Linked DNA regions of Macaca mulatta: region 1 is linked to region 2. The links are chromatin contacts, called in public Hi-C maps. All regions are on one chromosome and are shown on one strand. The core of a region is the stretch at or near the end of the contact, and the rest is flanking DNA. Distances in the headings are between cores, read along the strand shown. Region 1 has its middle 160 kb from the start of SLC38A4. Region 2 overlaps LOC107000841 (a long non-coding RNA gene).

Region 1 (4,065 bases), core at 871-3,370, 200 kb after region 2:
CTAGGAGTATTTTTGTTTTTTGTTTTTTGTTTTTCTGTGTGTGTGTGTGTTTTTTTTTTTTAAGAAAAAACCACTTTTGAGGCACAGTTGTCATAAAATGTCATTTGTAGCATGAACCAAATATAGAAACTCTGTCCCTTTGCAAAGAGAACTGCCTGTTAAGTGATGACCAGTCAGCCTTACTTGATGACTCAGTACAGTGAGAGACAATCATTAGAGCTGTTAGCTGTTACACTACGCAGAATAAACAGAAAACGGGCAAAATAGGGTCAAGTAGAATTGTCAACTTTTGCCTTTCAGAATCATTAAAGGGAAAACTAGGGCTGAGTGGGTTAGTTGTTTGAGTTATTCCATCAATCCGAAATTAGAATTACCTTCATACCTTCCTTGCCTTTCCAAACTTCTGGGCCACATCACCGAGAGTGGCCAGGACTCAGCTGATCTGCAGCAGGGAACCGCCCCCAGTCTGTGGCTACTGCTACACTTGGGCTGAAACTGGACATAAGGCCATTTCATACACTTTCAGATGTTTGTGTTTTGTCTTTGCAACATGATAAATATGATTAAAATAATATAATTTTTAATACTGTAGCTTATTGAATGATAAAATGTGAGCCTCGCTGCTTTTTTAGCTATCCTTTTGGACACAGCTACTACAAGAAGAGACAATACTGGCAAACCAGGGGTTAAGGTACCACAAGGAGGCAGCAATTTTCTCTCACCTCATGAGGAGGAAAAGACTCAGTAATGGTTTTTACTTCCCTCCCCGATGTATTAGATTTCACGGGAAATTTAACATGGTATGTCTTTTGTATCAAATCACAGAATGAGGGCTTTTCACTGTGAGGAAATCCTATACACTAAAAAGGAATTTAGCAATTAGTAGGGTAAAATTCACACAAGCAAAAGTTTTATTACTTTACAAAAGGCTCTTTTAGTGAGCCAATCCCAGTGCTTTAAAAAGAACATGTTAAGTGAGGAGCATAAGCCAGTTTCCTGAGTAATGACTTCAGTTAAATTGACACACACATAGCCAAATGTTCTTTGTGCCTGGCAGGACCCAGGAGAAATCACCTAATTTATAATTATAATGCCCATGTGCGCTGGCATCAAAATTTCCATCCCACTTGGATGCAAAATTGTACTTTAGTGCTCAAAAAGTTTTTTTTTTTTTTTTTTTTTTTTCTTAACTACCTCTATGCCTTTGGATAAGGGACTCTTGTAGCTAACACCTTTTTATTTATGAGAAAGATATTTGCAAGTCTTTTATTTTTTGTTTAATTTAGTTTTTACCAGAAAATAAGGGGCCGTGTACAGCATATTCCTGGAGACTAAATTAACTAATAGGGTTTAACTATCGGTTGAGTGTTCTGAGAAAATGTTTGGAAAATGAACTTATAAACAGAAGGCCAGTGTTCAGGGTCCCTAGAGAAACAATAATGGGTCCTGCTCACTGAACATTTTGTGCCTCAGAGTGGGCCAAAGGTGAGAGAAGAGGGACAGAAAGTGACTAAGTGTGTGGAGAAGTTGGAGTGGTGCTTTTACCAATGGGTGTGCTCAGGATTTTTTTAGACAATGATATGTGCGAGTCATTATTTAGAACAATGTATGAAAGCGTATAGTAAACTTATTTGTGGATGATTGGAGCTGGCTATTAAGGGAAATACAGAACTGGTTTTCCAAATGCCTTGCAGACTGCCGGACACTGGAATGCGGTTTGCAAGTTGCTCACAAGCGCTACTACCTAATTGGAGCTCTGTGTATCTCTGAGCTTACAACCCTGGGAGACTTTTAAAAAACTGTTGTCGTTAGAACCTTCTATTTTGAACAAACGGGCTAGTAAGAACAAAACTAGAAGTGTCTCTTGTACAAAAAAGAGAAGACTTAGCTTAGAAAACCTGAACACACTTTAAAAAAAAATACCAGGAGGCTTTTATTTTTAGATTTTACTTTTGTGTTACACATATATGTCATTTCCCACCTAAAGTGATCAGGAAGGAGTCTGAAGAATGAAGATAATTTTTAAATAACAAGTATTCTAATATTTGTTTATTCTGTGCCCAGGAAGCAGAGAGAACAACAAATGTGGTCCCTGTATTTTGTCTTTTTCATACTCTTTGCCCTGTGACTTCCTTTCTACTTCCTTATTTAGTCTGAATTTTAACGTGCAATATTCAAGTGGGCTTATAATGCTCATTTCCTTTCAATGAGATTTTCCAGTAAATGTACTGACTCCGCTGTTCACAGGAAATCACCCAGTTGGTGAGCACGTGTATAACTTTACCTTGATCTATAACCCGGGGTATCTGCCTGTCTCCGTGGCAGGATCCACCTCCTCTGCTGACAGGCTCTGTCTCTCTGTTTCTGCATTCATATTAAACACACAGAAGCAACATTTTTCCTTTTAGAAGACATTAATTGAACAACTGATATGTAATTTTCCTTCTTGCAAAAATAGATTATAACTATTGTTTAGAATAGAAAACTAGTAGAAAAATTTTTGGAATTATAACATAGACACATTTTTAAATAGTCAGAGAAGACAAAACAGTCACAGAGAGAAGATAAGAGTAATTCCACAGAGTTTGCCTGGGAGGGGAATGGGTCTTGGAAGGAAGTCTTTAGAAGAAATATTTGCTGCCAAAGAGACTACTTAAAGAAAGGGCTCACCAAGGCTTAGAAATGAGAGAGAGAGGGCAAGAGAGAGAATACTCCACCCATCGGCAAGCAAGGAGGCAGATACCAACTTGCCCTGAGAATCAAGACAGCCTTGTCTGTACAGAATAAGCACAAATACTTCTCATGTAAAGGTATTTTCTAAGATGAATTTTTTAAAGGTAAAATGTTAAGATAGTATATGTCTCAAGAGTTTCTAAACACAATTAAGCATGAAGTAATCACAAACTCATCAGTTTATGCCCCTCTGTCATCATCATTATGAACATCTCCTTTCACTCTCAAAAATGGCTCTGACTGCATAATAAATGATACGGTTGTGCTGATCAGGAGGAGCGTTTGGAAACGGGACCTTTATTGAATGAAGTGTTACATCATAGAGTCCTATCTTTGCCGTTAAAGATTTCGAAATCTCAAGCTGAAAACTCTGAAATAATATTCAGTGTAGAGGGAGGGTGAATGTTTCTGTCTTGTGTTAAAGAAATATGCAAGGGGTGGCCTCAAGTTCTCATTTCTGACTTCCTTTTCTGGTAATGCCGGCCGGAGCGTTTCCAAGAAGTTTAATCTTCCTTTGTACAGGATTAAGAAAGGAACAAGGGACAGGATTTTTTTTTAAACAATGATATGTGCAAGTCATTATTTAGAACATGACAAATGTACAGACATATCTTTCACATGAGCAAGGCAAATACAACTCACTTGGATTTTCCTGCTAAACGTATACAATGGGCTGCCAGAAGTTTCAGTCCTAGGAAAGTAGGAAAAACACCAAGGGAGGTCTCTGACCATTTGATTAAGTCTAGAAACTGCCATTGATAGAAAATTCAGCAGAGAGATTCTTATCTTTCTGTGGTTGTTATAACAATGAAACACATATGTAAATACTGATGTTGCTACCTAACCACAGCATTGAAATAGAATTCTTTCCTTATAGCCTTGGACTGCTTGGTCATCCTGAGAGAGTGCCCCTCTCTCAAATGTTCCCTCTACAACAGTGAGACTGTGATGAGAACAAATGCAGTTCAACAATCCGTCCAGGAGGGAGAAGCCAGGAGCTCCAATACTGACTGGTGTATGGATCTTCTTCAGTCTGATTCTTTCTAAGTTTCTTGCTAGTTCAGTGTCCCCTAGTGGTAACTGGCCTCATTAATGAACAGGCTGGTCACAGGAAATAGACTGGTAGACCTGTATAATCATGGTCTCGTTCATTAGTGTTTTATAATGAACATAAATTCTTAGGACCTACTAAGTACCAGGTAGTATGTCTTCTCATCAACCCTCTGAGTAGCAAATTAGCAACATCTAAAATAAGAAACAGAGGTTCTTACCTACAGACATAAGAAAACGGAGGTTCAAGGAGCCTAACGTGGCACAGCCAAAGATTGGTAT
Region 2 (4,027 bases), core at 494-2,993:
TATAATTGGATGTTGATTTTATTAGCTTTTTGTGTGACTTCATACTGCTTACATTTGAAAATGTTAATTGCATTTAATAGATACATGGTTTACAGTGAATTAAGTGAAATATTGAAAAACAATTCTTAGAAAATAAAAAAAAATGTTGCTTTCCATTTTATTCCTTTTTGATTTATTTATTCCCAGGTTCTGCAGATTAATTTAACTTTCATAATTTTGTTTGCTACATATTCTTTTTTTTTTTTTGGAGACGGAGTCTCACTCTGTTGCCCAGGCTGGAGTGCAGTGGCGCTATCTCTGCTCACTGCAACATCTGCCTCTCTGGTTGAAGCAATTCTCCTGCCTCAACCCCCCGAGTAGCTGGGATTGCAGGCACATGATGCCATGCCCAGCTAATTTTTTGTATTTTAGTAGAGATGGGGTTTCACCATGTTGCCCAGGCTGGTCTTGAACTCCTGAGCTTAGGCAGTCCACCTGCCTCGGCCTCCCAAAGTGCTAGGATTACAGTTGTGAGCCACCACGCCCAGGCACTAGTTATTCACTTTCTTGTTTGAACTTTTGATCATTTATTCCTTTATTTGGCTGCCCATTCATTTGTTAATACACTTGTGAAATATTCAATGACCTAATAATTTGTGCCAGTCACCATTCTAGGTACAATTACATTTCATTAGTATAAAGGCATACATTTCATTTAGGCATATTTCTTTTATATTTGGCAAATTAATTTGTTTTGAAGCACATTGTAAACACTAGAAAGAAATTGATGTGACTTAGTATGGTAATAAGGGAATGTCTGCAATTCAGGTTTTTGACCAGGTCAGCAGTAATGATAACGGCTTACACCAACAGAACCCTGCCATGTACCAGGTGCTATTCCAAGTGCTTTTCATGAATAAATGAGTTGAATCCTTAAAATAACTGAAGATTAAAATAAGAGAGGAGGAAACTGAAGCAGATACCTCACTTTAAGTGATGCTGTTAAAGTTACAGAGCCTAATAAATGCTGGTGCCAAAAGGACAATATTACAAATGTCAAAGTGTTTTTGTGAGGATTAAAATAAGAAAGTCGTGCAAAGTGTTTATAACTCAATAATCAGTAGGGAAAAAAACCCAGATCATAGAATAATTGTTTTTGTGATTGCACCAAGTGACTCATTTAAAATGCAGTCTCTAGGGTGGACTTAACTCGGTCACCTACTAGCTGTGTGACCCTTCAAAAATTGTTTTACTTCTCTGTGCCTCAGTTTCCCATCTGTAAAATGAGCATAATTCCTGCATGATCTAAGTAGGTAACTATGAGGCTGTAGTCTAGGAGATACGGACTTGACAGTGTGTCGCAGGCCATGAAGAACTCCGGGAGCGTAGGAATTTTGCAGCAGTGTCTTTTTAAATGGTCCTACCTGCTGGTAGGACACCCGCCTTTTAAAAGATGGATAGCCTAAATAGTACACAAATCAACTTTTACCTCACTAGCATTTTTTTTTCCCACTAAACACTTCTGGGTTCTTGGTAATTCTTTTGTAAACCACTTCCTCTTGTTGAAATCTTGAACTAGTTTTGATATAGAAACTAGCTGTTGGGGTGATAGCACATGAGCCAGTTTATTAAAATCAGCACCTGGTCTTTGGAGAATGGTGGTCTCTTCTGATTCTTTGTCCTGGATTACAACTCCATCTTGCCACCCAATCCCATCATAGAAACTCATCCTTAAATACTCTTAATTGACCACATCTCTCTGCTCTGTAATTCTAGCTTGCAAAATAAGCTCTCCTAAATATATCATCTGATGACTATTCCAGTTTGCTGTGCTTTCTATTTTTTACATCTTGTGTTATTTGAAGACGTTTATATTTACCTAATCACCCTAGAAGCCCCAGGGGAAAGCAGGATGCCATGAGGCTCCAAGCACGCTGACTGTCTGCATTCATTGGCCAGAAGGAACCGTATTCACTCCTCTTTGGTTTTCACACAAGTCACTACTTTCTTGACTCAACCACACATCCCTTCCTTTGTTATGCTTGTATCTGAGTCATTGCTGCTGCTGATAACCAAATGCTCTTTTGCCATGTTCTTTTCTTTTTTCTACTATTTGGAAAGTCTAATGACTTGCTCCTTTTCTGTCCCCTACAGAGAGTGCAGTGGCTCATGCCTGTAATCTCAACACGTTGGGAGGCTGAGGTGGGCAGATCACATAAGGCCACGAGATCGAGACCAGCCTGGCAAAACTCCATCTCTATTAAAAATACAAAAATGAACTGGACATGGTGGCATGCACCTGTGGTTCTGGCTACTTGGGAGGCTGAGGCAGGAGAATCGCTTGAACCTGGCAAGTGGAAGTTACAGTGAGCTGGGATCACACTACAGTACTTCAGCTGGGGTGACAGAACAAGACTGTGTCTTAAAAAAATAAATAAAAACTAATAGTAAGTTGACTTTCTATTACTGTGGATTTAATTAGTACAATTAGTGTGTTTTCTATGCGGAAGGGGGATGGAGGAGGGAGGAAAGAAGCTGTTATTATAAAACTGTAGTATATGTTTTAAAAAGTTATAATTTTTATCTTTTTTTATTCTTAGAAGCAATATATCTCACACTTCAGGGCTAAAATGTACTTCTCTTCCTCTTCTAAAATCCTGGATACAAATCCTTGGTTTTAAGTTCTCTTTTCCATTCCAGGACACTTTGCAGCCAAAAGTGGAGGTTGAGCTGATCAGGATGGGTTAGGCAACCCTTGTTGTTGAAGGAAGATTTTGGTGGAAGGATCCCATCCCAGTCCCTCCCCTCCCCTCTTCTTCCTCTTCCTCCCCCTTATGATTTTCTGAGCTCTTCAAACACTTTGTCCCTGGGATCACCCTCGCCTCGGGGATGGAGCGCTCCAATGTGGCACCCTTATACCTTGCAAGTGCCTTCAGCAGTGCTTCTGTCAGCCTTGGATGGTGTAATCCGGAGCTGGAGGTCTCTAAGCAGTCAGGCTGCTGCGAGCATGATATTTTGGTGTGTTTGCACCAGCTTCCTGTTGCAGAATTTGGGAAGTGAATCTGGTAACTGCCTGAACAGAAACACTTCCCCTTACTTTCTATATCAAAAAGAAGTTATGAAGTTACCTGACATTGGTGTCTCTTTTTAGGAGTAAGTACAAAGCATTGTGTTTTAAGGAGACTACATAAATAGGGAAAGAACCTCAGCTTCAGCTAAAATAGGTCACACAATTTCTTTTAGCCTCAGTTTCCTCTTCTGTAAGATGAAGCGATACTATGCCCCTTGCATTGGTTGCTATGAGAAGGCAATGAGATGACTTAAATGAAGTGCTAGGTACCTTGGCGGGGGGCACTCAATAAGTGGTAGCCATTTCTCTTTTGGAGAATAGGTTCTGTTTTGTATAAATGTTGTGGACTCTGTCTTCTGAAGTTTGTTTTGTGAGTTGCAGTCATGTGCTTCATATTTCCACGGTAACCCTTGTACTCTGTGTCGGTGTTTATACCCACTTTTGCCAGTGGAGTGAGAGCTCCTGCAGGAAAGAAAGGCATAGTGTGTTTGCTGATCTATGTGCTGGGGTAGAGCGGCGTGGAAGGAAGGGCCAAAGAGCTCAGGCTGGAGCCAGGCTGTCTGAGTTTAAATGCTGCTGCTAAGTTGGTAGCTGTGTAAACTCAGGCAAGTTACTCACCTTCTCTGTGTTTCAGTTTCATCATCTGTAGAATAGAGACACTACTGTATACTACCTCATAGAGAGGTTGTAAGAATTAAATGAAAAAATTCACAGATATATGTAAAATGCTTAAAACAGCATCTGGCTCAGGGTATGTATACTGTTACTATTTACAGCATACATCAGACTCACCATATGGTGAGTGCTCCCTAAATGCAAGCTTGCAAATGAGTGGGAAGTAGAGCATCCCTCTTTCTCTGTGTTCTATAGGGATCCCAAATGGAAGTGTGAACTACACGTGCTTATAAGAGATAGAATATCAAGAATATCAAGTAGAATTTAGATTCCTGTATATGGGAGAATATTCCTCTTCTGCTG

Evidence for each region. A called contact is a pair of places that touch in the nucleus more often than the background predicts.
Region 1: a contact with region 2 is called in a Hi-C map of blood, with 2.6 times the contacts expected there. The contact joins two enhancer-like sites. A contact is called at or near these places in 3 of 14 Hi-C or Micro-C datasets (blood, cortical neurons and liver).

The regions. Positions count from the first base shown.
Region 1 is chr11:53,726,506-53,730,570 of T2T-MMU8v2.0, forward strand. No RefSeq gene overlaps it. Among named protein-coding and RNA genes, the nearest start is that of SLC38A4, 160 kb to the right of the region's middle. Within about 2 kb of position 2,121, at least 8 of the 40 cell types and tissues checked have an H3K27ac peak or open chromatin away from gene starts, as enhancers often do. A contact at or near this core is called in blood, where this site is marked.
Region 2 is chr11:53,525,243-53,529,269 of T2T-MMU8v2.0, forward strand. The region is part of intron 1 of LOC107000841 (a long non-coding RNA gene); the gene reads right to left. Among named protein-coding and RNA genes, the nearest start is that of SLC38A2, 84 kb to the left of the region's middle. Within about 2 kb of position 1,744, at least 7 of the 40 cell types and tissues checked have an H3K27ac peak or open chromatin away from gene starts, as enhancers often do. A contact at or near this core is called in blood, where this site is marked.